Linked DNA regions of Tachysurus fulvidraco: region 1 is linked to region 2. A link is a contact called in public Hi-C data. All regions are on one chromosome and are shown on one strand. Each heading gives the region's core, a stretch centred on a gene start, on an enhancer-like site or on the middle of the called end of the contact. The rest is flanking DNA. Distances are from core to core; before and after follow the strand shown. Region 1 holds the start of LOC113654841 (kyphoscoliosis peptidase-like). Region 2 holds the start of si:ch211-107m4.1 (heterogeneous nuclear ribonucleoprotein U-like protein 2).

The links. Hi-C and Micro-C count contacts between places; a contact is called where the count stands out from the background.
Region 1: a Hi-C map of muscle shows a contact between it and region 2, with 3 times the contacts expected there. The contact joins the promoter of LOC113654841 here to the promoter of si:ch211-107m4.1 in region 2. A contact is called at or near these places in 2 of 4 Hi-C or Micro-C datasets (muscle and ovary).

Annotation. Positions count from the first base shown.
Region 1 is chr10:15,781,836-15,788,314 of HZAU_PFXX_2.0, forward strand. It overlaps LOC113654841 (kyphoscoliosis peptidase-like), which reads right to left and starts at 4,085. Exons shown (of 7, transcript XM_027165109.2): 1 at 3,893-4,085; 2 at 1,435-2,099; 3 at 1,196-1,310; 4 at 309-426. The coding sequence starts at 2,073.
Region 2 is chr10:15,633,765-15,639,720 of HZAU_PFXX_2.0, forward strand. It overlaps si:ch211-107m4.1 (heterogeneous nuclear ribonucleoprotein U-like protein 2), which reads right to left and starts at 1,409. Exons shown (of 14, transcript XM_047819345.1): 1 at 842-1,409. The coding sequence starts at 1,286. It overlaps smyd5 (histone-lysine N-trimethyltransferase SMYD5), which reads left to right and starts at 1,644. Exons shown (of 13, transcript XM_027165165.2): 1 at 1,644-1,802; 2 at 2,117-2,225; 3 at 2,626-2,765; 4 at 3,410-3,531; 5 at 4,152-4,221; 6 at 4,480-4,584; 7 at 4,666-4,728; 8 at 5,604-5,674. The coding sequence starts at 1,710.

The sequences.
Region 1 (6,479 bases), core at 2,835-5,334, 150 kb after region 2:
AATGAATGAGTGAGTGAGTAATTAAATTAAAAGATGGCTCTTAGATGGCTGATGCACAAATCAGGTATACTAAAGATTTCTCCATCGTACTGCTATATAGTATTTGTTTTTTTTTTCTTATTTGTAGATACTGGCACATCTCTAGAAAACTTTTTTCCTTTAGAGCAAATATTTTACTAAAACCTGCCAAATTGTATAAAAAACCCTCATCAGATATATAAATTACAACATTATTATTTATCCTCATATTACTAATCAACATAGACGATTAGAGGTGGATAGTAGACTACAGTATATGATGCTCTTACTTGCACAGCTGTAAGCAGACACTGGAGAATCCGCAGCAAACTCCTCGACCTGTTTCAATAACCTGCTCAGGAGAAGACGCTTTCTCAGTCAGACCCAGGTACCCATTCAAATCATACTCTGTACAGAACAACACTGTTATCAATAGCAGCATATATTTCAGTTTGTCTGTCAAATACTTTTTTGATAACTGGGAAAAAAAGGTTAACCAAAGCAAATTTTCAGTGCACCTAAGATCTGTGCAACTTTGTATCTGTACAACACATTTATATCGGGCTATGTGTTTTTAGAAACACAATATTTTTGTATATATAAATATATATATGTGTGTGGTGATCCTAACTGACAGAAGAAAATCTGACTGCACTCCAAAGATACACACACTCATACACATACACACACTTCCTCTAGCCAAGTTTTAAAAATAAGCTGTAAACCGATACAAATAATTTTCAAACCAAAGAGCAAACATATCTAATGTCTCGCAATCCAGAACTGCAAATGTAAACACTGTCATGTTCTGCTTGTAGTGGAACTACATGTATGTAACTAGCATAATTATCATTAATAATGCCTAAGGTAGAATCAGATAATGTTCATTTATGGGCCTCATCTTACACATTCTAATTAGGATCTATTTCACATCCAGGTTTAAATATATTGCGTAATTCTTTTATATTATAGCACTTCTGGTTTATCAATTCTTGATGGTCAGAACTGCTTTGTCATGCTATGATTTTGTTTCTATTGTTAAAAATTCTAGAATGTTAAATTCTAAATAAATGGATCTAAAAAAAAGGTGTTTGTTTAGCATCTAGGGAAAGGGATCAGTGCTTTAATTGGCAAAGTTCATAGAGTTGTTGCAAGAGAGAAAGTGATGAAAACTGACCGATGTTATGACAGAGCCAGATCCAGATTGCACGAAGTCTTTCTAAATCAGTAGACGTTCCCTTGGTGATGGTTCTGGCAATAGTCTGTACTGAAAAGATCTTCTTACTCTTTAGCTGCACAACATACATGACCACATTGCTGATTAAATAAGGAGCGCCTTAATTTACTTTGCAAGCATATAAACGGATCAAATCCTCAACACCTCAAATGGTATATCAGATGACACATATTTCTCACCTCTTGGCTAGCACCGATTGCGTGTGAGTCCACTCTGTAGAAATCTTCCAGGTTGGAGATCAGCTCCTTCTGTAGTTTTCTTCTACACCCACGCTGGTTCAAGATCATATGATCATTTTTCGTGTCCTGCTGAGTAGCAATACTAGGCACCTTCTCTCTAGTCAGATCTTTCTCTTTCACCAAAGTCTTCTTCACAGCTCTGGAAGTGGAAGTTTGGCTGATGTATGAAAGCTGTCTCTTGGCAAGGGGTCTCTGATTCACCTTATCCATAGCAGCCCATTTTTCAAACACTGAACTCTTAGTTGAAACAGCATGCTTTAGTGTTGCCATTTCTGTCTGGTTCTTATTGTTTGAGATTTTAGTAGAGAATACTGTGTTACACGGATCTCCTCGGGGGTCGTTTGTTTCATCTTCTTTAGCTTGAGTCTTGAAACTCCTTTCACTTCTGTGTTCTTGTGTGTGCTCTTGTTCTTGGCTCTGAGGCACCATACTAGGGGGAAGCAAGGGCTCACCTGCTATACTTGTATTATTGATGTTATTGTTGTTGTCCTCATTTTCATGGCACATTTGATTGGCATTACAAGTGGCCTGGCAGAGCTCTTGTATATTATTTGAAATCTTTAGGTCAGCAGACATCATGGTCACTTATATTTGTCAAATCTGTACTGAAAGAGTGTAAGAAAGAGTAGGTAAGAAATTACATTAAGCATGAATTTGTAAGGAAATAAGTATTTCTTTCTACTTCCACCAGTGTGACGTGTGACATGTGAATGTAGTTTTAGAATGTATTTTTCCTACATTTTAGTTGACCAGTATGGTCACCTGCCATTCTCCACCAAACAGCCAGCTTGTCTTTCATCCAGTCTCGCATTTTGGACCAATCTGCTCTGATTATTACACTGCTTAAACTGCTGAACTTTACATCCATCTCAACCTCTGCATTGTGACACCAGTGTGGTTGAAGCCTGACACATCCATTTCTGACTGCTTCACGGAGCAGTGGAACACACTCAGCCCTCTTCCATTTACCTAAGCTCACAGCCACCCATGATTGGCTAGTGTTGCTATGATTGACAAAGGGGAAAGGGAAAATGACAAACCCTCCCACACACAAAGCACATGTTTTGCTCCCTTGACTGGCAGCCAGGGATGGATACGATACGGTATCGACGAGTTTCGAACTCACAATCTCCAGGTCACAGGGTGACTGCTTCAGAGCGGATTATTTTCGAAAAGAAATTGAGGTTGAAGCTTTGCATCCTTCGCTCCAGATGTGTCAATCAAGAATATGTACAAAAATAGAAACATTCCAGTAAGGTCTTTAGTCAGGACAATTTGAATGAATTTTCCGCTTATATTGTGAACTAATACCATTCTTCAAAACTGAGCTTTTGTATGTTCTGCTTAGTCATAACTGACTGACATAAAAATAAAAAGCACATTCTTATATCCTACTTATGTCTCACCTATTTTCTTTGGAGAAGAGTTTTTTGCTGCATGTAGATAGTGATTCAAATGGATAGTCTGTCAGAATTCTTTAGTGCTTTGTATTCCACCAGAGCTTTGTGATGTCTGAATGAATTAACACTAATGTTAATGACAGTGTGATTTCTTTTCTGTATTGCTGATTAGCTACCATCAAAGCCAAACCCATCCTATTATTTATATTCATTGTCATTGTAACATTCCAGGTTTGTTGCTTTTGACTAATAACTGTGGTTCTTTTGTGGTGATTTTTTAACCATCTAAATTGATGGTGTTTTAAGAAATGAATACATGACTGCAATCAAGTATGTTACATAGCTAGGTATGTGTTTACCGAACCCATTAGTTTTAAATTCATAAAGCTCTATAGCATTCGAAATAAAATTTACAAATAAATGTGAAACTTTTCACAAGTGTCATACATTTTCTGACTACGGTTCATTTTAAGAAGCATAAAAAAAGAGCATATACTGGACAGATTTGATCCAACATTTTTGCTAATGACCCTCATATTACTTTCTTAGCACTGGGCCATTATTGCTGTACACATGAGAACGTGAGTAATTCTGGTTCATTTAGTGCTAAATACAATAAGTTATTTACTAAAGCCAGATGGGTATAAGGTTCTTGTCCAAAAATTTAGAAAAAATGCACATATATACAAATTTCTACATTTGTTCCATCTATAAAACATTTCTATTATTATTCAAGACGCAGACCTAGTTGTCTAACATCCTTCAAAACACATTTGCACAGCTAATTTAATTCTTTGAATTATGGAATTTTGAAAATCTCCTGAAGACTCACAGCTGAAAAGATAAGGCAAAAAAAAAAAGCCAGCACATCTCTAGTTTGTCTCTCACCATTAAAAATGCAGCCAAAAAGCTAGAGGCAAAGCAGTGAAAATGCCTGACTCATTTGTGCCACCTGTATAATTCCATGTCTTGCTTTGCATAGGAGATTAAGTTCCTACCTTATGGGACATCTTTTTCTTTGATGGCGTACTGATGTGTCTGCTGGTCGTCTTTGTCATTAGGCTGATCATTTAGCCCCAACCTCCTGGAGACTGAAGGTTGTTATATAACCTCTATGCCCAGAGCTGGGGTATGTAACACAGACAGATCCAGGGGGATGACAGCCCTAAAAATACTACAAAGCACATCAGGATTTTCCATCAGATACTGGAGCATGAGGGGAAAGTTATAGCATTGGGGGACACCAGGAGGCCATCAGAGCTCTCCATGAACTAAACAGGGTGAATTTCAAACTTTTTTTTTTTTGGCACAATCATTTTTTGGTTTCTATGCATGAATGAAAAGCATTGCATTTTATCTTTTAGGCACCAAAGTAGTTGTGGTCACATCCTTAGGCTGGGAGTTTTGTAGTGATAAGAATTTTGGAAATCAAATACAAAAGCAGACTCCAGCACATTGAGTTCCAACTGCTTATAATGTTTCCTACTTTGAATAACACACTGTGCTGTATGCAAGAACCCATAAAAAATCTCATCTTATTCGAAGGGGTAGTACTGGTCTTACATGTCCAAGCAAGAAAGTCTTCTAAGCAAGAACACTAAACAAAGCATTCACAACAACTTGGAACTTTTTCAAATTTCCACAGCGTGACATTTAAGGGCATCCCTTTTGGTCGAGGTCACGAACCTTGTTCTGTTGGCCAGTCTGTCAAATTACCACAAAATACGTTAACCCTTTCATTGTATGACCCTGGAACCACTAAATCTGATTTACAAATAAAAGAATATGCATACATTTCTGTTCCTTATTCAGTTGCACTTAATTTGAACTAATCTTTGGCCTTTTTATCTTATTGTTTATTTTTAACTGAACGTGCCTTATACGACACAATTCTCTTATCCTCAGACAATCACCTGCATAAGCTATATTATATTCTCTATCTGAATGCTAGGTTTGTTGATACCTTCCACCTACATGCACCACTCATCACCTCTAGTTATGACCTTCATTGTAGACTCATTTATGAGAAGTGACATAAATCTGCATAAGCATTTATAAATATTTTTCCAAAATGTGTCAAAGATTGCTGTTTTTCAGTTTGGATGTCAAGTTGGAATAACACATGTTTGTAATACTTTCAGGTGACATTAGGTTGACAATGACAGACAAAAAGAAGGCTGTCAGGATGCAAGTGCAGATACAGTAAGGCAGATTAATAAGAAAATGTTCCAAATGCGAGACAAGGGCAAGGTCAAAAGCAAGCCGTGGTCAGGTGATATGCAACAGGACAATAAACAAGGCTGAGGAGAACACAGAAGCTAAAAACTAGATAACAATGCACAATTATAAGTCTTGAAAATGTCAACAACAAAGACTGAACTGAGTGTGTTCTTTGTGTTGAGCTGAATCATTGTGTGTGTGTGTGTGTGTGTGTGTGTGTGTGTGTGTGTGTGTGTGTGTGTGTGTGTGTGTGTGTGTGAGAGAGAATGAGGGTGACCGAGAGCATGTTAGTGTGTGACTGATCAGTGTTTGGTTCTGCAGACATATTCGCAGATTTAGATCTGACAGACTTTCATTAGAACACCACGACCAATGAATCTTACTCTGTATAACTCTGAGTTTCATAATGATGTATAAATAGGACAGGTAAATTATCTTTACACAAGAAGCAGAGCGTAAAATTCATAAATATATTAGAAATAGAATTATATCAGATCCTACTAGATGTATATGGAACAGCAAAGTCAGCTGTAATAATGTTTTGCCTGAAATTTGTCATGTACAATTTAGATAAGGTTTTAATATATTAATATTAGCATTTATGACAGGAAGTATGTCTTTATAACTGTTTCTGTAGATTTAGTTCAGTTGTCACAGCATTGCTGCTTCACAGCTCCAGGACGTCAGGTTTGACCCCTTCTAAAAACCTGCAGCTAGATGGATGGATCGATCGCTATAAAATGCCCCTAGGCATGAATGCGTGTCAATATATGTGTGCAGTGTCCTGAAATGGACTGGCATCATGCCCAGTGTTCCTGGAATAGGCTTAGTTTTTATGTAGTTCACATAGCCATACAATCAGTGTCTGTACATATAGTATTACTGATTTGTCCTTATAATTTAATTGCCAGTGCTGTGCATGCACTGCTTTTTTAGCATGACTTGAGTATCCAGCCTACTGCTCAACTGTCTCTAGCCATCTTTCCTTTGAGCATCTGTGTGAGTCAGCTTAGGTTATGCACTTCAAAATGGTTCACCTGTGGGATGTTTTGGTGTACTTCAGATAGCTACCCGAGTCTCACTCGCCACCCCGAATCCATTTCATGCCCTTATTCTCGGCCACTGCTCTGAGCAATTTGTGACTAAATGGCACCACAGTCCAGTAATCGAGCATAAAGACCAGGCAGGAGGTGAGAGATGAGATGGCATGAATCACTGTGAGCCACTTTACAGAAAGTAAGATACATTTTCTCTTTTTTTTTTTGCAAGGCACTTATATTGATTTACAGAAGGCTTAAAGTGCAGAGGGAACAAAGGGTGGCGTTTAAGTTTGAAAAGACAAAACAATACTTACCTGCCTTATCT
Region 2 (5,956 bases), core at 159-2,658:
TTACCCCCCTGGCATGATGCTTGAGCATCAGTGAATGTTTCTGTCTTGCGTAAAAATCCTCAACATCATATAGGCGATGCGGGAAGCTGAATCAGGACTAAATAAAAAAATGCAATGATTTATAGTTATCTAAATGATTCATATTTTGCAGTTTCTGCATATCTGGCATATCACATTTTGTATATTGTCTTGTGTATTGCCTTTTGTGTATTGTCTTGTATTTTTTGTTTGCACTGTCTTTTTCTCCTGCACTGTCTTTTTGGTCTTTTTCTCCTGCACTGTCTTTTGTCTTGGCCTGCACTGTCTTCTTTTGGCTTTTTCTTCTGCACTGCGTTTTTTTGTCTTGCCCTGCCTGCACTGTCTACACCATAACAGATGCACTTTAAGTACTAACTTCCTAAGGTACTTCCTAAGGACTAACTTACTTTACATTTACTTCCTAAGGACTAACGGCATTTAGCAGACACCCTTATCCAGAGTGACTTACAACTGAGCAACTGAGGGTTAAGGGCCTTGCTCAGGGGCTCAGCAGTAGCAGCTTGGTGGACCTGGGGTTCAAACCCATGACCTTCCGATCAGTAGCCCAACACCTTAAACACTGAGCTACCACATACCACTTTAGTCCTTATCTCTGTGTTGTTGTATGTAGCACTACGATCCTGGAGAAACGTTGTCTCATTTCATTGTGTACTGCAACAGCTACATATGGTTAAATCAACAATAAAACCTATTTGACTTGATCAGTAGTGATCCAACGTTAGTGACCACAAGCAAGAGATCATTAATTATACACTTGTGTTCCAGGATAAAGTGCATGAAGTGTTGTGTAGAATTGACTCACACTGATGACTCTCCAGTGATGCAGACTGCTCTTCCTCCTGATGCACATCACTGCTGCTGAGAACATACAGGCTTTTAAAAGGTCCTTCTGTCCTGTTAGAACAACAGCAGACTGACTGTAGGACTGCAGTGTCATTGTCTGTCTGTGTGCTCTGATCCTGTGTGCAGGACCTCGCTTCTCTCCACGTTTCCTCTGATTGCTTTTGCTCCACAGTTTGCTGCTTGTTATTTAAAGCTGTCCCAGATGCAGAGCCTGTGGATGTGTCTACAGTGTGACATGTTAGTGTGGGAGTCTCCTGTGCACTGTGACCAGGTTCTGTGCTCCTGATGGCTGACATCAGACGAGCCACAAGCTCAGCTTTCAGCCCTTTGGGCTCCAGACCACGATCCCGCAGCTCGGCCCTCAACTCGGACACTTTCAGCTTCCTCACGTCCTCCAACAGCATCGTGAATAAACTGGGGTTTAAAACCAAACTACTAAAACGTCTAAAACACACGTCTATAAACGTAAACACACCACAACACGTAGCAGCTGAACGGCCAGAAAAATTCAAGAAGGCTTTCTGATTGCTCATTGGCCAGTAATCTATAAGCCCCACCTACTCAGATCGTTCGGACCAATCGTGACACGCCCCCTCTCCTGTTACTGGTACTAACCGTGAATGTGATTTAATTTTCTTAAAACAAAATGTATCACTTTTTAATTTAAAAAAACATGATTTAAAAGTATTTCAACTTATATGCATCTTATTCGCTCTTATAAAATAAAAAATGCGACTGTTTTTATGTGTGACGTCAACACGCATCGAAGAAGAAAACGTCCGATTGGATAACCTCACAGAGTTCAAAGGTGACACGCATTTTACAACATGGCGGCCCCCTTCGATGACATGTTTTCGCGGTGCGGTGATCCCGGTAAAACTGCTAACTGTGTGGAAGTCCGATTTATCGACAACGTCAAGGTGTGTACCTGTTAAAAATGGTCTGATATCAACATCCCGACTTTTTATTTTCCATACGTTTCGTTTTAAACGACTCTGTCTGCTCCTACACTTGCATACCAGAGATCTCTAGTTACTTTTCTAAACATAACGCTACATTTTGTGTGAGAATGGCACACAAATTTCATGCCAAACAACTATATTGATATTAAAGTGGTATTTGTGTCATTTCTGGTTTAAATCGATGGGTGATGGAAGGCAGCTGGTTGCATTTGGTTGCAGGCCTGAGATACACAACATAAACCTTTAACACGGTTTCTGTGTTGATCTTTTAGGGTAAAGGACTGTTCGCCAAGAGACCGTTCAAAAAGGGCGAGACAATCTTTACTGAGCGTCCCCTTGTGTCTGCTCAGTTCTTGTGGAATGCTTTGTACAAGTATAAAGGTGAGCAGTTTTGTGGTGTTCCGCATCTAACCAGTTGCCTCAGGAAGTCCAATGACAGTGTGGTTCTTCCTCGTTGCAACCTTTTCCTAGATTAGTGATCGACTACACATAATACTGATCCATTACTGATCATCTAATACACCAGCAGCTGTTCAGCCCAGAAACCAATATTCAGCATTAGCTTCATGCATCACGTTAAACTGTATTAATGATGTAGTGTGTTGTATAAGTGGTGCATCTTTAAATGTAAGTTATATTGTGTAAATCATTTTCGTTTTATTTTAGTACTACAAAATGTGGAAATGTTTAGGGGCAAATACTTATGCGTGCATGTAAAGCATATAAGTAAGAGTTGTGTGTGCTGGAGTTGTTTTTGTTAATCAGTTTCTCCTTTCTGTAGCTTGTGAGTACTGTTTGCGTGCTCTGGAGACAGCAGAGGAAAACGCACGCAGGCTCAGCGCTCGGCCTGCCCTCAGCCTCCCCCACCCTGAGCTGTGTAAAGTCCGGCCTGAGCTGCACCAGGCCTGTACTCACTGCCAGGTACCACATCATCAGTTAGTTCTCCCTGTGTGTTTTGCATTCAGTCTTGGCTTCTCTCTGAAAACCTGGGTCCTGTAGGATAGCGTTATGAATCACTTATAAGGAAAACTTATTAGAATCGTATTACATGACTAATTTCTCCTCAGATGTGGTCCATTAGAAGTTTAATTGCTCTGTTTTAAGAAGTTATTACATGCTAATATAACGTAAAGACTGTTATGATCTTTACTTTTCTTGTCATTATTGTTCCTGCATCTTTTTATTAGTTGTAGGATATTAGGAAAGGCCTGTGTACTTGTACAGACCTTTTGGAGGTGGCATGTGGAAACAAACTGTTGTGATATTAAATCTAAATGATAAAATGACAGCTTCATGCATCACTCTGATGTTTGATGGCACTTTTACTGTTTAAATCAAGAATTGGTTTTGTTTCTTTGTGACTCTCTGAAAAGACACCAACCTCCTATTAGATATACATAGGAATCATGTCTCTTACATCTTCATTATTTTACCCATCCTTGTGCATGATCTTCAACCATATATTGACCCCAGCAAGCTGTAAAAATTTTTTTTTTTTTTTATATGAAATAATAAATAAATTGCTGTATTTATGGATTGTTTTGGTCATTGCTGTGTTCTGTTAGATGATGTACTGTAGCAGCGAGTGCAGGCAGGCTGCATGGGATCAATATCACCACATTCTGTGTCTGGGCCCTTCACATCAAGATAATGATCATCCAATCAACAAGCTGCAGGATGCATGGAGGTGAGACACAAGACTCTCACGTGTCTGCTTTAATCTTGTCCGTTTATGTATTCGCTACGTCATTTTGTCTTTAGGTTGTAAATCTGCTCTCAGCAAGTTAAAAGATGAAGATGCAAATAACCAGGTTTTAATGGTGTGAACTAACAAAGCCTCTCAAAGAATCAGTCTTTTAATAATCAAATTAAAATAATCCACGGGAATAAACTTGCTGCTGTGAGAGATCCATCACGATTAGAGCTGCGTGAGTGAGCATATTTTAATCAGTTCATCTGTTTTTTGTTTTTTTTCTTTTCTTTTTCTCCTTTGTTAAACATAATCAGCTGCATTAGATCCTTGAATAACACAACACTTTAGTGATTATCAATCTGATGTATTAATTAAATTCCCATCTCTGTGTGTTTGTTAGATGTTATAACATATAAATGGAGCATTAAAGATTTTGTATATTAGGGAAAATAAAATATGTATCTGTATAGAAATTATAAAGATGGTTAAAACACTGAGAAATGTAATGATTGCAATTTTTTAACTGGTCAAATATGCTCATAATCCTTAATCATTATGCTGATTAAACAAATAGGATCCAATACTGAAATTCAAAATGTAAATTGTGTGTTCAGGAGTGCACACTATCCTCCAGAAACCTCCAGCATCATGCTAATGGCCAAAATGGTTGCAGTTGTCAAGCAGGTATTAATCTTTCTCTCTTTACTTCATCTAAGCTAACTCAGAGTAAAAGCTCTGATAATGGAAGGATTTAGTAAACTTTTTTTTGAAACTGTGCTGAGAGAATAGCTTGTACTCAATGAGTAATCTGTTCTCTTGTTAACTAGGTGAGTGCCTGAGAATGGCTTTGGCTAGAAGATTAGTCCATTTGCTGCCTAATTTGAACCTTTTCTTACAGTACTTGTATTTTTTTCTTTATGTTTAATGTTGTCTGTTTATTAGGCTCAAGATAAGGGGCACTGGCAGAGGCTGTTTTCTCACTTTTGCAGCCGTGCTGCTAACGAGCAGGAGGAAATAGCACACAAACTGCTAGGAGAGAAGTTTCAGGTATTAGAGTGAGTGGGGGAGCGCGTGAGTGGGGGAGCGCATGAGTGCACATGTAAGTGTTTCACTTTATGTATCCCTCAGGACCAGCTTGCATTGCTGCATAACCTTTTTACCACAGCACTCTATGACGATCACCTGAGTCAGGTCAGTGTATATCCTCTACTGTGTACTGTATATCTAGAGTGTTCTTCACATCATTACATAATCAGCTCATAAACAAATGTCCAGGATCTCCTTTTCAGTGCTTAATAGACTCAAACAATTTAACCTTGAATAAATAATTAAAAATGTTTACAGGAAGAATTTACTGTGGATCAAAGTCTGTCTAATTCTTGATCTTGGATAAAGCCTCATTTAAAAAAAAAAAAAAAAAAGACAATGTTATGTGTAAAATATCCAATTATCCTTTTTTTCTTTTGATGGAACAAATTAGAATATTTTTTTAAAAATAAACGAATAAATCTTTTAAGTGGTTTCATTTAAACGCTTCGACATTAAAGGCTGTAACATGGTTTATATGAGAGCAAATATGAAAGTCTCTAGTGCTAATAATGGCATAAGAAGTATGAGAGCCTGTTTTATATTTTTATATATATATATGGAGTAACAACTGTTAAATGGCTGTATTATTAATATCAGCATAACTATTAAAAACATGAATAATAAACATTAGAAGCAGCTTAACGATTTTAAACGGATGGACAAATTTCACTGAAACAGATATAAAATGATGTCATGTAACGGTCCTGAAGCTGTAAGAATACCAGCACAAAGCTGATAAATGGATGTAAGAATATCAGTGTAACAGCTATAGAAGGATAACAGTGTATGTAGTAACAGTGATAATATAAGAGACGTAAAACAACAAGTTATTTCTGTCCAACTGTAATAACAATATTTCTATAAGAGTATCTAAAATTTATACCACTGAAACGAATATAAAAGACTGTAAGTGTAATAACACGAAGACTGAAGTGTGCATTGATAATTAATGATCAAATTGGTCCTCTGCTTTTCAGTGGTTCACTCCAGGTGGCTTTCGCTCTCTCTTCGCGCTTGTCGGGACCAACGGGCAGGGCATCGGAACCAGGTTGGAACCATGTTGTTAAATATTTATTCTGTAATATACTTTTGCTTTGAGAAGCAAATGGATTAACCCTGCATGTTATTTATCTAACACAAAGTGGCCATCCAGCCCTTGGAAATCTTTAATCCTGACTTAATGCTGACTAAAACTGTGATGCATTTACAGTATTTAAATCATACCATGGTGATTTAATGATGCACATCATTTCACACAGACATATCCTATGAACCATGCTAAAAAATTTACATTTAGAAGGAAATCAGTTAAGATTAATTTTCTTATACT